Linked DNA regions of Pelodiscus sinensis: region 1 is linked to region 2. The links are chromatin contacts, called in public Hi-C maps. All regions are on one chromosome and are shown on one strand. The core of a region is the stretch at or near the end of the contact, and the rest is flanking DNA. Distances in the headings are between cores, read along the strand shown.

The links. Hi-C and Micro-C count contacts between places; a contact is called where the count stands out from the background.
Region 1: a contact with region 2 is called in a Hi-C map of blood, with 7 times the contacts expected there. The contact joins the promoter of ARMC1 here to the promoter of RRS1 in region 2. A contact is called at or near these places in 2 of 5 Hi-C or Micro-C datasets (blood and an unstated tissue).

What each region holds. Positions count from the first base shown.
Region 1 is chr2:58,844,248-58,847,358 of ASM4963464v1, forward strand. ARMC1 (armadillo repeat containing 1) reads left to right here and starts at 1,568. Exons shown (of 7, transcript XM_075920615.1): 1 at 1,568-1,694. MTFR1 (mitochondrial fission regulator 1) reads right to left here and starts at 1,414. Exons shown (of 8, transcript XM_075920612.1): 1 at 1,257-1,414.
Region 2 is chr2:58,342,444-58,345,489 of ASM4963464v1, forward strand. RRS1 (regulator of ribosome synthesis 1) reads right to left here and starts at 1,789. Exons shown (of 1, transcript XM_075920609.1): 1 at 427-1,789. The coding sequence starts at 1,699. The coding sequence ends at 647.

The DNA.
Region 1 (3,111 bases), core at 318-2,817, 500 kb after region 2:
CCTCCAACCAACTGTCCCCCCTTTAACCAGTTAAACAAACAGCTTTTTACATCCCTAATCATGCATCATCCCTACTTATACCAAAAGGAAATACAACATTGCCATATGCATACAAGGTACCAGATGTTCTCAAACAGGAAAAATTACAGAGCCTGCAACATCCTACTTTGGAGCTCTTCTTATCTCCCTTCCTTCATTCAAAATACTCGTTAGAAACCATGGATATTAACTCAAGGTTATTTTGTTTTAAATATGAAGTTACCTACAATCTCTTGCATCTGATGAAGCAGGTCTTTGCCCACAAAAGCTTATGCTCCAATGAATCTGTTGTCCTGTGGCACCTTATAGACTCTTTCATTGTTCCTACAATCTCCTACTTGCACCTGATTTAGATTGCAAGGCTTCTTTGGAAGTGATCACAGCACCCACCTCTACCTGCACAGTGACACAGAGGCTCTCTATCAATGCTCAGGAGATCAGCGAAGTGGGTAGGAAAAGAGCTGCAAGACTAGTAAGCGAAGAAGCAACAGGAATTCAACAAGTCAACTGGCGTATATGCCGGTACTAAACGTTATTCATCCCCGATCACGCCTATGGTCACCATCCATCCTAAGGCTGGCTGGAGCAACAATTTCATGATTGAAGCAGCGGCTCTACAGACCCGCATATGAAGTTAATATTTACTCTGTCGTCTCGACCAGCTGATCAGAAAGGCAAACATGAGGCAGGCTTCAGAGCGCAGCCCGAGGCTGCACGTGGCTGTTACTAACACCGCCAGGCTCACACAAGGTCTCAATCGGCGGGCAGAAACCAGCAATAACTGGCAAGGGCAGGGTCCCGTGTGAACGCCCGTCACCCAGGCAATGCGCTCGGCCACGGAAGTGGAGGCCCCGTTAACTCCGAGTTTACTCTCCCCCGGGGACGCCAGACCTGAAGGAGCCGCTCGCCCAGGGGCTGGGGGCGGAAGCCCGCTCGGACCCCGGCAGGCCAAGGACCGTGGGAGGGGGCAGGACACGGGCTGCGGAGCCCGGCGAAAGGGGAGAAACAGCGGGGAGGGGAGCGGGTCGGCACCAGGCTGAGCTCGGAACCCAGCTGCCCGCCCTTGCGCCTCACCCGGCCGCACCGGGCTCTGATCTTCCGCGGGGGCTTCCCGGCGCCGCGCCTCAGCCCATCAGGCTCCCGGGAGAGAGACACACCGGCCCCAGCAGATCCCCGGGCGGACACCTGGCCACGCCCAGCACAGACTCACCCCCTACCTAGCCAAGGCCTCAGCGCTCACTCGCCGGTCTCCGGCTCCTCAGGGGCAGTGACTCAAGGCTCCGCCCTCTCCGCACAGCCAATCCCGAGCCGCACAGGCCCGGTACTGCCCAATCAGCACTGCGCCTGAGAGAGGCGGGACCTAGCCTGCCACACACTAGTGGGACGGAGCGCCGCGGCCTAACCGGCAGCAGCCCAGCTCGGGTCTGCCCCGCCCCGTTCGCGCCAGTGATTGAAGGGCGCCTGCCAACGGCCAATCCCGTGATGATGTCGCCTGCGCGGCCCGGCAAGCCCTGATTGGCCGTTCAGCGTGCGCGCGGGCCCTATTGGAAATCGTCCAGGCTGCTGACATGCTGGTCCGGTGCGGGCGGCCGGGGCAAACCAAACCCCGAGAGAGGGTGGCACAGAGCTCCCCGCGGACACACGGGTCTTGCCGCGTACGTCAGCCTGGGTCTACCCGTGAGATCTGTGCCTCCGCTGGATGGGGATGCCGTTGGGTCTCCTCCAGCGCTGGGTGCTGCTGTGTTTGGGTTTCCAGTGTGGCAGAAGGATACTTATTGTTTAAAAAATCAGAGAATTGTTTAAGTCCATCAAAGTATCTCTCTTGTGTTATTATGATGTAATGACAACAGACCTAGATAGATTATTAGCCAGGATGGGTAGGAATGGTGTCCCTAGCCTCTGTCTGGAAAATGGACGACAGGAGAGGGATCACATGAGGATTACCTGTTGTGTTCCTTTCCTGTGGGGCATCTGATATTGGCCACTGTTGGCCGACAGGATACTGAGCTAGATGGACCTTTGATCTGATCCAGTATGGCCGTTCTTATGTTTTTGTTCTTATGTAACTGGAGGGCAGGAGAGTGACAGCTCCTCTAAGAAATATTATTTCCAAGGGAGGGGAGCAACTCTTGGGGAACAGGGGAAGGATTGGAAAGATTGTGGCCTTCTGTGCCCCCATAAGGCTAATAACTCCTGGTATATTTAGTTTGTTTAAATCAGTTTACTGATTTTTTTGTTTTCTCAAAATTGATTTGACTGTAAGTGCTTTGTAAAGGCTGGCTGGTAACTGGTGTACATTGTTGAAGCCCCTGAGAAAAGATTAAGTACAGGTGCTGGAACTTGGTCAGAACTGCTTCAGAAATCATAGTAAGATGTAGAGCACTGCCAGCCTAAAGCCCCAGACCAAAGGGGAGAGATGTGGGTCTTTTCCTGAGATAAATGATAGCTGGATGGAGCCTGAAACCTTAAGTAGGTATTCTGGAGGAAGATGGGGGGAGGAGAATCAAAGCTACAGTTCATCCTGAAACCCTGACAACTCTCTTTGTCCATTTTAGTTGAATTGAATTGAAAAATGCATCCCTATTTGTCATTTCAAATTATCCTACTCTCATCTTTCATTGGTTATTTAGTAAATTACCCTGTTCAAACATCACTCTTCAGACAAAAAATGCAGTTTAATAGTATTGCTAGAATTCTTAAATTCAACATACTGAGCTATGAATAAAGTAATGTTTTTCAAAGTGTAATACTTACCGAGACAGAGGCAGAAGAAAGTGAGAAGGACTAGTGAAGGAGGTACAGACACCTATCCCTTTCTAGTCCAGCATCCCAACTTTTATTAAAAAGAATAGTCACTATCAGGGTTGCAAGGAATTTTTTCAAAATGTCAAGTGGATATTGAAGAAATATCTATATGATATTGCAGAACACCTTAAGTCCTGAGGTGTGGACTGCCATATTCTTTTCAATGGGTATTAACTTAGGGTGATGCCAGTGACACTTTATATGTCAATATTGTTAATTTAATGTCTCAAGAAAGCATGTAAAAAAGATAAAAGTATTATGACCACC
Region 2 (3,046 bases), core at 539-3,038:
CTAGAGAATGTTCTACAGAGTTAAGCTTTTTTTGGCAGATCACCTTTTAAATATGGTCCATCTTTCTCTAGAAAGTGAGAACTCTACAGCTAGGTGAAGATGTGTAATTTCTACATAATCCAAATCAAAGAAAGGGAAACACTGCCTTCTAGTCAAGGAGTGTTACCTATTTTGAGTACAGGTATTATTTTAGTTACATCATATCTCTTCTTATCCAAGTCAAGGGTTTGCTTCCACTCCCTCTATCTGGAATTCCACTTCCCAAATTCTCTCTGGCTAGGCTGGATGGTGGTTTATTCTCTGAGCCCAATCCTTAGGGGCCACAACAGGTAGCTCAATGGTTGGAGGTCATTAGGGACTATATCCCAGTCCCACCTCTCCCTCATGCCTTTGATGCACAATCCTGGTCACTGAGGAGCAAACAGCTACACAAAGACACATTTTATTGATAAATAATGGACGGGAAAGGCTACCCCAAGCCTGGCGCATCCCTAACCCACCACAGGTCTCCGGTCCTTAGCAGCTAGTTTGCGCTGCAGCTCAGTGTCCCGCCAGCTCACCAGGGAGCTCCCGCATAGCTGTGTCCCCCACAGGCTGAGGCAGCACCCAGGAGCCTCCGAGGTCAGTCTCCAGGTGCCATAGGGACTCAGTTCCTCTTTCTCCCTGCCGGGCGCTGCTGCTGCTGCCGTCGGGGCCCGGCTTTCCTGCCCTTGCCCGCCGGCCCCTTGCCGCCTCCCGGGCGCTGCCGGCCCCGCTTGCCCCGCTGCCCGCGCTTCTTGCCCCTGTTCGCCGCCGCCGCCGCGGCGTCCTCCTCGCGCAGCTGCTTGTTGACGGCGCGGGTCAGGTCGAGCGGCGCCTTCTTGCTGCCCAGGCCCCGCAGCAGCTCCAGCTGCCGGCTCCTCTCGGCCGCCAGGTCGCCAAGCAGCGGCTCGAAGTGCCGCTTCTTGCCGCCCCGGGCTGGGGGCGCGGCGGGCTCCTTGGGGAGCCGGGGCTGGAAGCGGCCTAGGGAGGCGGTGGAGACGCGGGCCACCTGCGCGGCGCGGCCCAGCTCGTCGCGGCTTTGGTGGCCGGTGGGGTGGAGGCCGCGGCCGGGCAGGGCGCCCCGGGCGATGTTGCGGAGGCGGTTGAGCTCGTTGCGCGCCACCCGCTCGCGCTTGTCGCGGAGCCGCTTGGCGAACTGGTCCTCGTTGGGGTCGCCGCCGGCAGGCACCTCGATGAGCCAGTCCCGAGCGGGGTCCCCGCCGGCCCGCCCGTAGCCCCAGCGCCGCCGCCACTGCTTGGCCGCCTCGTCCCACACCAGCGACGTGCGCTTCCGCCGCCGGATGCCCTTCAGCCGGGCGAACTGCTCCCAGCGGGTGGGCGGCCGCGGCCGCGGCACGGGCTTCTCCCGGGGCAGGCGGTAGGAGGGCTCGGGCAGCTGCGCCACCAGCGGCCCCGTCGCCCCCTCGGCGCGCTCGGCCGGCAGCGCCCACAGCTGGGCCACCAGCAGCTGCGTGTTGCCCCGGGCCAGCGCGCGCAGGCGGCTCTCGCGCTGGGCGCCCGGCAGCGACGGCGGCGGGTTCCGGTCCAGCGCCAGCAGGTTCCCCAGGTCGAACTCGGGTTCCAGCTCCTTCTCCACCGCCACGCTGCGCTGCTGCGGCGACGCCGCCTCGCCCTGCCCCGCGCGAGCAAGCAGCTCCTCCACGCGCAGCGCCGCCATGGCCGCGAGACACCCGGCCAACCACCTGCCCACGTGCGGCCGACTACGCCCGGTAGAACGAAAGGTTAAAGGTTTAGGTTCCGGCTGGCGTGGGCGTGCTGGATGCGCGTATGGACCAATGGGCTCGCCTATAACCCCCCCCCCCATTCTGCCCGGAACAACAACTCCCAGAACGCATCGGCTCCTGATATGCCTAACACCATGGGTCTCTATGCTGCACTGCCTCCTGGGAGTTGTAGTCCTCTACGGATGGTCATTCTGGCCAATATAGTGCATTGCGCGTTCAGTACGCCTTCCCAATATAGACGCGTGGTTGGAGTTGTAGTCCCCCAGCCGCAGTCTGGGAAGCTGGTAGAGCTTTGAATGCTGGGTCCTGAAGTCTCCCTTGGTCATACTGGCTCCTGTTAGAATCGTAGAACACTAAAACTGGAAGGGACCTCTGGAGGTCATCGAGTCCAGTCCTCTGCCATTATGGCAGGACCAAGCACTGTTGGGTGAATGGGAGACCATACCCAACGCCTCCTTTGTTGTGGCCGTGCTGCCTTTGGAAAATTGACCAAACGCTTATGGAATGATCATGGTGTGACACTTCACATGAAGGTAACAGTTTATCAGGCAGTTGTCCTGACTATCCTGCTATATGGTTCGGAGTCATGGACCATATGTTGCCGTCATGTACTGACACTCAATCAGTTATATATGTGCTGCCTCAGGAAGGTTGTCCATGTGAATCAGTTGGACAAAAGTTCTAACATGGAGGTCCTGAAGCTGTGTAGTGTCATGGGCTTGGAACCAATGCTTATGAACAGTTTTGCTGGACTGATCATGTTATAAAGATGGATGATACCTACAGCCAGCTTGTTCATTGAAAGAGGTCTATTGCTCATCAGTGTAAGCATTATAAAGATATCTTAAAGGCCACCGTGAAGTCATGTAGCATATCTCCCGGTGATCTGGAAATCATAGCTCAGGGCTATGATTGTTCTAGTGGCAAACTATCATACAGGCTGTCAAATGCGTCACAAGTCAATGTATTCAGACATTACAAGAAAAGCATAGGATCCGAAAAGAGCATACAACACCCAGGGTATGTCTACACTATCCCGCTAGTTCGAACTAGCGGGGTAATGTAGGCATACCGCACTTGCTAATGAAGCCCGGGATTTGAATTTTCCGGGCTTCATTAGCATAAGCGGGGAGCCGCCATTTTTAAATCCCAGCTGCTTCGAACCCCGTTTCACGAGGAGTAACGGTAGTTCGGAATAGGCACCCTAGTCCGAACTACCTAGTTCGAGCCCCGTGTAGCCGCGCTACACGGGGTTCGAAGCAGCGGGGATTTAAAAATGG